Regions from separate parts of the Mus musculus genome. Here region 2 is linked to region 1. Evidence: chromatin contacts called from public Hi-C data. All regions are on one chromosome and are shown on one strand. The core of a region is the stretch at or near the end of the contact, and the rest is flanking DNA. Distances in the headings are between cores, read along the strand shown. Region 1 has its middle 34 kb from the start of Gm41323. Region 2 has its middle 130 kb from the start of Gm41323.

Region 1 (6,131 bases), core at 2,359-4,858:
TACTCTCAAAAAACGTTTCTGGTCTCAAATGGTGTGTTTGTAAGTTTTCCCACAATATGATGCTCTCAGAAGTAAACAAGCATATCATATAATCTGCATCTGGAGCAGCTGACTCATGAATGAAGTTCAGAAAATGTTAACTGATAGATAGATAAGTGAATCATAATAGCAGCCTAGCATCTATGATAATCCTTGTACTTCATTCTGAAACGCCTAATGCCTTACTGCAGGCTGCCAAGGAGGAAAGCTGCTTGCCTTTGTCCTTTCACTGTAAACAGCATAAGCTTGACAAACTGACTTATGCAATAAGATATTTCAACATCTTATAATAGGAAATTCTAATGAGTTGTTTAGATATGACTTGTCAAGACATTTGAAAGAAGCCATAACAGCTGTGTGGATCACTCTCCATGTCTTAGATGTGAACCTTAATAGTAGCTTCATGGATGAGCAAATATTGCAGCCAAACAAAGAACATTTTCTAAGATATCGAAAGGGGACAGCAAGTAGTTTGAATGGTCAAGCCTGGGAAAATGCTCTATGTTAGCCATGATAGCCAATAGGTTTACGCATGGTACTGGAAGAACCTAAGTCACATTTCTACTTCTGAAGGAATAGGACTGGACTAGCTGAGAAATCTCCACACAAGCCCCAGAAAGAAGGGTGATATTCCTGTAAATGTATTATATATTATATCTTTATAATATATTATATATTTCAACCTCAAAATATATCTATCACCATTCTACAGCTCATAATTGCTCAGAGGCTCATTCTGCCCAAAGCTTTTTTTCGAAGAGCTATTCTGATTTTCTTTTACCCACGTGCTTGGCTCTTGTTATCTTCCAGTTACCTTAAAGCCTTATTCAGTGTTTACCCATGAATTAGTTTTTCACCTGAAAAGGCCCAAATCTACCAAACGGAGTTAGAGGGCATCCACAGAGTTACAGAACTGCTTTAACTCCTATTTCAAGCTTATGATGCTGGGTATCTTGAGCAAGTCCCCGGAGAAGGCACACAAAAGTTTTTAAAGCATGCCTTTAGTGACAAGAGAAAAAAAAATCAAGTTGACCTTATTGACTTGTCCCCATCAACTTGGCAAGAAAGCACTTGGTAATTAATCAAGTAATTTATCTTTTAATTGAGATCAGGGTTTTTCTGCAACTTCAGAAGACACTGGACTAGTTCCATCATTGAAAATAATAGGCCCTTTGGACAATTTAAGAGCCATAAGGTCTCTGAGCTCCTGGTTTGCCCAACTTTTCAGTATTTGTTGAACAAGTACTCTCTAGTGAAACAAGAGTGTCCCTAGGTTGTATATTTAGAGGTTCAAAATGCGAATTATGGATAAGAGGCTGGAAGAACGCTATTTTTCCCTTGCATTTGTCTCCTTATCCCAGACTATACTCAAAACTCTTTGAAATCTTAACCCAGATTTTATGTGAGACTTCCTGAATCACTGTCTCCTGCTGAGCCTTCTCTGCAGTCAGAGCCATCCTCTGTTGTTCTCACCAGTGCTTTCTTGGTATTTCTAACACGATAAGCATCTAACGAATATGGCTGCCGAGCTGTACAATTTGCAATCACTTTTCTCCAGATGTGGGAAGCCACATGTGCTGTTGCAGAGTGGCACTGACTACTGCTGGCCACCACGCATAAGTTTGGACAAACAACCAATGTGTACATATGCAGTAAAGTTTTTTGCAAAGACACTGCCTGGCCTGGGCATGATAATGAGGCTTTGAGAGTATAACCAACAGATGTGAGACATGCAAATGAGGCATGATAATGAGGCTCTGTGAGGTACAGAGAGAGTAGCCAATCAGATGAGGAACATGCAAATGAGGCATAGTGCATAACCAATCCGGGTGTGAGACACGCCTCTCCTAGGCCTATATAAGCAGCACCAGTTCTGGGCTCGGGGTCTCTTTGCCTCTGCAATCAAGTTCTCCCAATAAACATGTGCAGAGTCGTTACTGCTGGCCAGTCTGGCGCGCGCGAGATCAAATGTTATTCTGCATCACCATAGCACTGGGAGATAAATAGCACCATTCGCTTTGTGTGATGACAAAAGTGAGACTCAGAGATTACATAAGCATTTAAGGTCACATGACTAGAAAGTGGCACAGCATGTCTCACATCCAGACCTTCTCACTCAAAATCTCTTGCTTACAGTGCTCAAGGGATGGTTTAGTCTGTACATTGCCAGCTGTATGAGCGTAAGCACCTGAAATTGGATCCATGGCCCTCTTGGAAAAGTTGGGCATGGTAGATAGTGCTGGCTGGAACCCCAGTGCAAAAGAGTCAGACTTGAAGCCCACTGGCCAGCCAGTGTAAACCCCAGATTCAGTGATGAGCCGAGTCTCAAATGACAAGCTGAAGGAGAGAGGAAGACAGACACTCTCTGTAACTCCTGACCTCTACACACTCATGCAAGCATGGGCACATGCATCCACATGCACACACACACACACACAATCTCTCTTCTTCCCCTGTGACACTGACTGTAATTATCACCTGTTTGATCTTGACTAACCAGTAAGTCTGACACCTTGAGGGTTTGAGACAGGCCTGTTTGCTTCTGGGTTCTGTCTTCAGAAAGCCTAGACTAACTTGTGGCATTGGTATTTGTGTTAGTCGGCTTTGTATGACTGTCATAAAATACCTCAAAGAAACATTCTGAAAGAGACAAGATTGGGTTGGTTCACAGTTTCAGATGTTTGGGCCCATGCTCACACATCCCCCATCACAAAGAAAATAGGCATGTATATCCCATGCTTCTAGTGACCATGGTGTTCTTGGAAATTCTGTCTTAAAAGGGTTTTTTTTAAATGAGTTTTAGAACAGGAAACTGTACTCTTTTCGACCCTAGGAAGGAATATCAATGAGGAAATATTCCCCATATATTGTTTAGAGTTAAGCTTTTAAAACTTACAAGTAAAACATACAAAGAACCAAAAATACACGGTGATAATCTCTGGATATGAAAAGCTTAGTGTCTAACCCCAGCTCATGTGTAGTCTTCCTGTAAACTGTCCAAGTGGTTATTGGAAATACTACTCCCCCTCCAGCCTCCGTTACAACTTCAAGGTTTCTGTGTTCTCTGTGTTGGAATTCTCAGACCAAGGATCCCAAGGCTGAGGCTGTGATGGGTGATGACACTATTCTTGTTCATAACCTTCAGAGGAGAAAATATAATATGTCTGTGGCCAGGTTTTTCTGAGAGATACCAGGTGTGCAATTTGTAAGCAAATGACAATCGGCATGACTATTGATTGTTCTGACCAGCTAATTATGAGTTCGCCATTCCCCAAAGCCTTAAAATTTCTCCTGTATCCCACCCTGGACATCTCCCAGCCGATCTCATTTGTTTGCCTTCAACCCATCCCTAGAGAGAAACGTCTTCTCTCACCAGCTTTCCCTATGTCCTTCTCCAGCTTGCCAGTTTCTTAATAGCTGTCACCAGATATCAAAGGGGCTTTAGCTTATTGCATAATCAGCTCTTCCTCTGAGACCCACCCCGCCTCCCATCATTACCTCAGGGTGTTGGAACTTTGCTGGGAGCTGCTGACAGATCTTTAAAGATCCCAGCTGTTTCTGAGTCCTAACGACCTCTTTCAGCTGGTCTCCTCAGAACAGCTGCAAAAGCTTCAGCTAGGAAGGGTGGAGACACCGTTTAGCATGATAACAAATCAGTAGGGAGTGGTCAGTTTCCCAAGAAAAGCTGTTAGGTGGTGGTGGTGGTAGCCGCCCCAGCAACACCCTCAGCCCCCACCCTCCCTTAGAGAGGCAAATTTATGCTACCTCTGTGTGAAAACTCTTCTTTGCCAAAAGAAAGAAATCAAGAGTCATAGCCCCACCCTTGCTGCCAGAAGAGCTGGAAAAGTTTCTTGCTGTCTCCAAGGTTCACAAAACGATCTGTCAATAGAAGCAAAAAGATTATCCTGCACACATAATGTGAAATACGCACTCATTTGCACCAAATTAAACATGTGGAAGAAACACTGATAGCTGACATCTAGTTACATTCAGGGTGTTGGGAAAAGTGTTTTCTTGTGTATTTTCATAGCAAGCAATGTATAGTGGAGGGAGCCAAGGCTCCAAGAGATTGGATAATTTGTTTAATGCTTCATAATTCAAAGGCAGTGGAGCTAGAGTTTGACCTGCTTAAAAAGTAGAGTCTAGTACGGTACCGGACACCTTTCCTTACGTATTTTCAAAGCAGCTCACACTGCCCTGCCAGTAGTAGATTGAATGGGTTCCTTTTTAATGAAGCCCTATCATTCCTATCATTTTAAAATAATATTTTTGTTAATTGTTTGAGAATTTCATAAACATTTGTATCGTATTCACCAACTACACTTAAATTTGCCCCACCTCTCTAGACATCCAAGTTTGGGTTTGCTCTTTTTTAACCCATGAAGTTCAGTTGTACTGCCCAGTTACTCTTGGGTGTAAGGCTACCCCTGATGTACAGTCTTCTTACTATGGCTCATACCCATAAACCAATCCAGCTCTTCCTCTCCTGGAAGCTATTAATTGCCAATAACTCCTTATCCAGGGATGGGAGTCTATACCCATTTTTCCCTTCCCATGATGATGAGATTGTATTTTTATCTTGAGCATATGCAGGTCATTTTATGCTGTCACAGCTGCTGTGAGTTCATATACACAACTGCTCTGTTGAGTCCTTATTGTTACTTCTTACAATTTTTCTTACTCCTTTCTCATGGTGGTCCCTGGGCCTTTGGGGAAAGGGTATAATATAAACATACTATTCAGGGCTGAGCATACTATAGTCTTTTATTCGCTGCTCACTGGCCAGTAGAATGGCTTTGTATTCATTGCCTTCTACTGTAAGAAGATTCTCTAGTGACTAGAGTTGAGAGATCTACTAACTTATGAGTATAGTGATAACTTAGTATGAGTTGGTTTAATATTCTGTTCATTTAGCATCATAATAGTAACAGATTCTCCTCTAGAGCCTATAACCTATCTAGCCACAGGTTCTTGATCCTAGTAACAATGTCAGATATGGGTTCTATCTGTGCAGTGGGCCTAAATCCATCCCCTTCCCCACAAAGAATTTGGTTACTTCCATAGCATTACTGCCATTATTCTACCAGCAGGCAGGTCTTATCAGGATAGTCATTATTGTAGTTCACAGGGTTCACAGCTAAGTAAGACAAGACTAGAGATTGCTTTTCTACTCCAGTGATAGTCATAGCACCTTTGGGAGCTACAAAAGTGACACAGCATGGACGCATCATTCAGTTTAATACTGACTTGATTTTTCCATGTCCTATGGAAAACGTAGTGTCTTTACTAAAGTATGTAGTGTCTTCAGCAATAGGATAACAAAAAGTTCTAGAAGGTGACCAAGAGAAATAGCAATACCCTGTTTACCCTGTATGTGAAGTCTATGGTACTTGTTGGCTAACAAGTCCAAAAATGGTAATTCATTCCTGGTATTGAACTTTTTATTTGTTAGCCTGTCGTGTCTAATAGGGACATTGTCCACTCGTTGGAGGATAATTTTATCCAAATACTTAACTATAGCACTTTCTTTTCCTAAAATATCTTTTATTCCTAATCACTTTATTAAGATAACTTCTTATAGCTTTTCAATGTATATCTTTATACTCACGTATAATAATAAAAAAAAAAAACACTACAAGAAATCCCTTCTTCCACATCCAATGAATCCAAGAAATCAATTATTTCTTCTAATTTATTTATTTATTCATTTATCAAGACAGGGTCTCAATATCAAGCTCTGGCTGTTCTAAAATTCAATATATAGACCAGGCTGGCATTGAACTCACACACATTAGCCAACCTCCAGCTTTTGAGTGCTGGCATTAAAGGTGTGTGATACCACACCCAGCTATTCTTATTCTACATCCTTAAATGCCACTGTTGTGCTTTTGTGGCATAATTCTTTATGTATAAAAGCTTTTAATTACTCTCTTGATCATGGGAGGTAAGAAAAGTGTGTAACCGGAGAGATAGCTCATTCGTTAGGAGCACTGGTTGTTCCTCCAGAGGTAATTCCCAGCATCCACATGGCAAATTACAACCAGGTAAAACTGTAGTCCTGTTAGCTTCAATGCACTTTTTTGGCACACAGC
Region 2 (6,131 bases), core at 1,866-4,365, 96 kb after region 1:
TAAATGGGTTCACAACTGGGTGAAGCTGATGATTTCTGTTTTCCTTTGGTAGTGTGTTCAGCACCTTCAGCACTATGCAAACCAACCAATAAGGATAAAACTTGCAAGCGATCACCAGCTAGATTTATTCATCTTCTTTGACTCAAGTATGTGGTTGAAACTCCACATTTTGTACAGTCAAACATAATTATGGTTTTTTTTACACAGATTTTTTTCACAAAGCTCAAACCATAGACACATAGCAGTTACGTTTCTGCATCAGTTTTGGCCTTTCAACTTGACAGTGAACAACTTAATACCCAACCAAAAATAAATATTCTAACATGTATGTTGTGTGTGTGTGTGTGTGTAATTTCTCCCTCAATCCTATATCTTTCTATTAGGTAAGTTTATTTTTTCTTCCAGTATGCTTTGTTGAAATACACTGTGACTATGCTGAAAAGAAGCCCTTAAAACCTTTATACCATTTGAAAAGCCAACATCATATCTATGAATTACCCTAAAAGAATTGTCATAGGTGTGAACAATGATTTATCTCTAGGAATATTTACTGCAGCGTTGATCTTACTGATTGAACACCTTACATATATACCACAAGTGGTCAGAAACTGCAAAGTTACTGAATTCCTAATGGTTAAAGTTGGGTTAAAATATGACACATATGCAATAACTGTATAATAGAGTATAATATACTGTATAATAAACTGTATAAATAGAATATTGTATAATAACAATATAATATAATAATATAGTATAAAATATAAAATAATGTATAAAACTGTATAATAGAATGCAGGCATTCAAATGTGTGCTTCATTTGTAAAAAGTGTGTTGTAAAATGCTACATATATATGGATCTTCAGGGAATACTTAAAGTAGTCTCAAGGTTTCATTATGTCCAGTTTAACCATTTTTTTTATTCTAATAGGACAGTCCGTTCCTGTCTGATGAAAGACACATTTTGGCCAGTTTTACAAGTAGATCTGGCCAAAGAAATCAGGTTATTTATGTTCAGTTTGGAATAGAAATTCAAGCTTGGCAAATAATTTACAGGTTGGCAAGAATTATATCTTCTTTCTTCACACAATTTAAACCACCAGGAAAGGGAAAACAATAAGGATTAACACCCAGGCTTCATTTAAGTCCTGAGCTACCTCAAACATATTCCACTGAGAATGAGAAACAGCCCTCCAGGAAGTTCAGCCAGAAAAGACAAATGCAGTTTAGCATCATTTCTGCTGATGGATAGCTCATTCCTGAATTCTATGATGATTTCATGTTAGTAAGCAGTAAAACATGAGTCCAATGGAAAATAAGAGGTGCAGATGACATTAGAAAGACTACAGTTCATTGGGTTATGAAATTCTAAACATTAAGATAAAAAAAATTGTTTTCCTTAACAGGTCAAAGGAAAGATTTTAATAGAAGCCCTTTTAGTAAAATACTGATTATTAAGAAAAGGTGATAATCACACACTGTTTACATTAGGTGCTATGTTTAAACACCTTTATATTTACTAATTCATATATTCCTTGTGAGAAGTCTATGAGGCATACAGTTGTGCTAACATGAAGAAACTTCATAGTTTCTTCATAGGCATAGAAAGTTCAGCTGAGTTTAATGAAGTTACGGATCTGCAGAGAGTCAAGATTCTAATTTTAGAAGGTGGGGTACCAAAGGATGTTTTTAACCATTGCACTTTGACAGCTAGTATGTCTGAGTTCAAAAGCTGGTAAGTCAGGGCTGGAGAGATGGCTCAGTGGTTAAGAGCATTGACTGCTCTTCCAGAGAGTTCAATTCCGAGCAACCACATGATGGCTCACAACCATCTGTAACTGGATCTGATGGCCCCTTGTGCTGTGTCTGAAGATATCTACAGTGTACTCACATACATAAAATAAACAATAATTCTAGAAAAACCACAAAACAAAGAAACAAACAAACAAGCCCCCTGCTAAGTCTTGAACCTGCTGGACTGCATAATGACCACTAGATCTCTTCTGTATCTGCCAGAGTACAGCTGTGTCTGGAAGAGCAGGCACATTGTTTCAATCTTTCTTGCAGTACTTTGAGTTCTGAAAGCCAGAAAGATGGCTCAAAGTTGGGGGAGGCCGGTATAGGATGACTCAGGTGTCCACAAATAACTTCCAGTCCTCTCGCCAGTAGACTTGGTGGAACTGCTTGGACCATAAAGCAGCACCATCTGTAATTTGCAATTTGCTCCAGGTATTTCTGTAAGCAATAGCACTCCTTGAAACATCTGTGAGGTGGGCTGGGACCTAATTTAAAAGTAACTTACCCAACTAGCCTTCTCATTTGTCCTCCAACTGGGGAATGATTCTATCATGAGTCATAGTCTGGGGCCAGATTTTGTAAAGTTGGAAGTCAAGAATGGGCCCAGTCATTTCTAAGCCAGAACTCAGGTGCCTTACACTTGCATTCTCTAACCACATCCTGACTTCACACAGTGCTTGGTATACGGTCATTGTCCATATATTTATTTACATGCATGCATGCATGTAGGTATATAAACATACATACATACATATATACATACATACATACATACATACATAATACACATTTTGCTACACTTTTACAGAAGAACAAATTGAAATACATAACAAAAAACTTTGATGGATGTCACAAAACAAACCAAAATTCCAAATGAAATTTGCCCTTTTCTCCATTCCAAGTATGAGAAGGTGGTGACTTATGCCTCTCCTCGAGAATATGTAAATATAGTGTAGAAGAGTAGTGGAGATGGGGAGGAGATACCACTAGAGTAAAAAGGAGGCAAAGAGGAACAAGTGTGAAAAAGAGGCTCATTACCACCACCAACCCTCACTATAGTAGCCCTGAGTGGTAGCTGTAGCACACCTGGGTGCATTTTTAAAACCTTTTGAGAAATGCCAGTCTAATAAATTCTTTGCCAGCCAGTAATTCATGAGCTCCAGGCAGTAGTTGAAACCAAGTGGGGGTAATGGCCACAGCTGTCAGGCTCCAGATGCTCTGGGACCCAGCCCTGCCACTTTGTCCCAGCATTCATATGGAGGAACACTGTGAACTGGGCACATCACCACCATCCACTTGGGCAATTTCCAACAGTACAGCTGCATCTGGCCTGGAAGATGACTGTTGTTGGGTGCTGGGCTGCAGCCCAGCTGTGAGAGTTAGGCCTCCACCCAAGCATATTCAATGGAACCTCATGTGCCTGACTTCCCCAGAACCCTCATGGAAATGTTAGGATTTTCAAAACATTAGTTCTTTCTGGATCTTCTGTACCCAACAGGGAAAAAAATGGAATCAGACCCACATAGATGAAAAGTCATGTCATTTATTAATAATTTCTCTTTTTATTCTTCTATAAATCTGAAGGAAAAAGTCTTTGGTGACACTCTATAAAACAATCTATCTTAAATGGCAAAACCCAGACATAAAGTTACACAGGTCAGTGACGTAAATCAAGATCTATGGCTTTGAAATTTCTTGCACTCTCTCACACACTTTAGGACTCAATTGCACTAAATCATTAATACTCTGTAACAAATGTGGAAAACACTCCAAAAAAGACCTGTGTTGACACCACAATAACATTGGCCATGTATTAGAAAAAGGGTCCCAAATGTACATTGTATACAAAATAAGATTTACTATTTTTTGTTACAATTTGCCACCTAAAATAGTTCCAGTTTTCCATGTCTTTTTTTTTTTAACTCTCAGCATATCCTATACATTTTTACTTAGCATAAATATACAGTTCATTTCGTGGTAACCAGGTCATTTGCATGGCCCTAATTTTAGTAATAATTACAACTAAAATGAGAGGAATGTGCTCCTATAGAACAGAATGCTATTGCAGAAATCAAATGACCTTTGAGATCTGAAAGGCAGATCAATACAAAAATAGTGTGCCTGGAAGGCCAGCTTGACTTGATTTTAAACAACAATAAGACTCTGCCTACCAAGTATCTCACCCATGCTGTTGATCTAGAACATATTGGCACTCTAGGACAGTGACAACTATAGCCTCAGCTAAGTAAAAAGAAACAATATCCTTTGATTTTTGGAAAGGGCAAAGAGGAGACATGGCTTCCAGCCAGAAATCACCTTTACTATCAAAACCCACAGGTTTCGTATCCAGAGTTCCTGGATATTATTACCGAACTGATGGGGTAAACCCGTCTTAGGATGTTTCATCCCACTTCACCCTTTCAATGGAAACATGGAGTCTAGGAATAATTTCATTACCATTTGATGGTTTAAAGTAGTGAGTGAGATGTGTTCAATGTAGTTCAGCATTCAGGTTTTGCCCACTGAGAATTTAATCCAAAGCAACTTTGTTCCCATCAAACTTGCAGGCAACAGCCAAAGGTCTTTCTTGCTTACAGCTAGTCAGCAATGGAGGACACATTTTAAAGGCCCATGTCCACAGCTGTCAGGATCCAGGTAAGTGAATTTACCAACTGTAGCCCTGGCTGTATGCTGGTGATGGAAGCTAGTAGAAACCAGGAACTTGGTATCTCACAGTTCATGGCAAGAGCTGATAGCCTTCAAACTGGACCTCTCAGAGACCCCGCCCCCAGTAAGATATGATAGTTCCAGTTGGAGGAAGCTTGTCTCGGCATTTGCATTTCTAATCCAGTCTTGTCCAGTATGAATCTCACTCAGCTTCTACCCCAATGAAGCTCTCTGCCTTCTCTCCATCTTTCAAACAAAGTTGATTAAAATTTCATTAGTGGTTCAATCAAGCATCCTTTTTTGAAAAATTTTGTTTTAATTTTAAATAGTCCATAAGTCTCCTCACCTCAACCATGACTAAATTAAAGTTCAGCAACCTTTATGAAAGGCCACTAGCATAATGTTCCTTCAAGTCACCAGGAATTTGAGAGCCACCAAAAATAAAGGCTAACATAGCCTACTGTAATGAAAAGCAAAAATCATTTTCAAAAGGGGAACTGAAGGACTCCACGGGGATTGAGCCTTCTTTGAGCACCATGTGGAACAAGAAGAAGTTAAACTGTAACGCACATTCAATTCCAGACCTGAGATGCCCCTTTTTTCGGACACGTCATCTCTGAAAACACGTGCTCACATGCCTTGCTATGCCCACCGAGCTGTGCAGTATCTGGTGACATGAATACAAGGATTATTGCCTGGATTTTTCTCTCTAGTCTCAACTTCGGATCATTCTTTTTGTTGTTGTTGTTTGTCAACAAAAGTGATGATACGTTTAATATATAATGCAGAGGTAAACCTTAATGGTTGTTTAAATCTTTTCATATAAATACATAGCCAGCTTTTAAATCACTTATTTTGAAGAACACATATACTAACATAGGGCTGGAAAAAAATGTGTGAAAATCATAAGTGGCTGAGTCCCCTATGGAGTTTCTTCATGTGATTCATTAAATGGTTTGTAGTATAATCTCTACCCTTGGCAGCTTACCAACTCAACACATGTTGGCCCTGGTTATCATTAAAGCTGGCCGAGAGATAACTCCTGACATCCTTTAACACTGGCTATGATTTGTCAACTTATTGCAATGCAATCTACAACTCTTTCCTAAGAGAATTAAAACTACATCTTGCTGTTGGGCTTCACTGATTTGCTTAGCATTGTTCAATTCCCAACTGCATCTTCCAAATGAGCAGAGAACACGCTAGCTGGCATCCCAGAGAGAATTACTCCAGAGAATGACAAAATTCAACTGTGGAGACTTAAAGGAGATGAGATGCGTGTCAGTTCTTATTCTCATTTGTAATTACGGCACATGCTACTTGTGGGGACTGTGTGCCCTGTGAGCTTTACGACAGGTAAACCTGGCAGAGCAGTTCTTTGAATCCACTCTTGGGACTGACGAGTACAGTTGCAGACACTGCTTTGTAAACCAAGGTGACAACTTAAGTTTTAGATTAGCTTGTGGTGATTTAACAACCTGTTACATTCATGCTTGTAAAGAAGATACGTTATACTACCATTCTGATAAGTTTCCCACTTTAAATGCAAATATGCAAATGAAATGAATTGTTCTCCCTTTAACATGCTGAGAATTACAGCTAGTATAAAACCTTTGAGGGAATTTTACTGATAGATGCAAACAGAAGCACCGTGGACCTCAGAATCGCAC

Evidence for each region. Hi-C and Micro-C count contacts between places; a contact is called where the count stands out from the background.
Region 2: a contact with region 1 is called in a Hi-C map of the C2C12 cell line, with 2.7 times the contacts expected there. The contact joins two enhancer-like sites. A contact is called at or near these places in 1 of 15 datasets of contacts at CTCF or cohesin (the NIH/3T3 cell line), 5 of 484 Hi-C or Micro-C datasets (the 3T3-L1 cell line, 3T3-L1-derived adipocytes, the C2C12 cell line and 2 more) and 1 of 115 datasets of contacts at active chromatin or transcription factors (embryonic fibroblasts).

The regions. Positions count from the first base shown.
Region 1 is chr15:52,964,368-52,970,498 of GRCm38.p6, forward strand. No RefSeq gene overlaps it. Among named protein-coding and RNA genes, the nearest start is that of Gm41323, 34 kb to the left of the region's middle. Within about 2 kb of position 3,609, at least 34 of the 459 cell types and tissues checked have an H3K27ac peak or open chromatin away from gene starts, as enhancers often do. A contact at or near this core is called in the C2C12 cell line, where this site is marked.
Region 2 is chr15:53,060,721-53,066,851 of GRCm38.p6, forward strand. No RefSeq gene overlaps it. Among named protein-coding and RNA genes, the nearest start is that of Gm41323, 130 kb to the left of the region's middle. Within about 2 kb of position 3,116, at least 30 of the 459 cell types and tissues checked have an H3K27ac peak or open chromatin away from gene starts, as enhancers often do. A contact at or near this core is called in the C2C12 cell line, where this site is marked.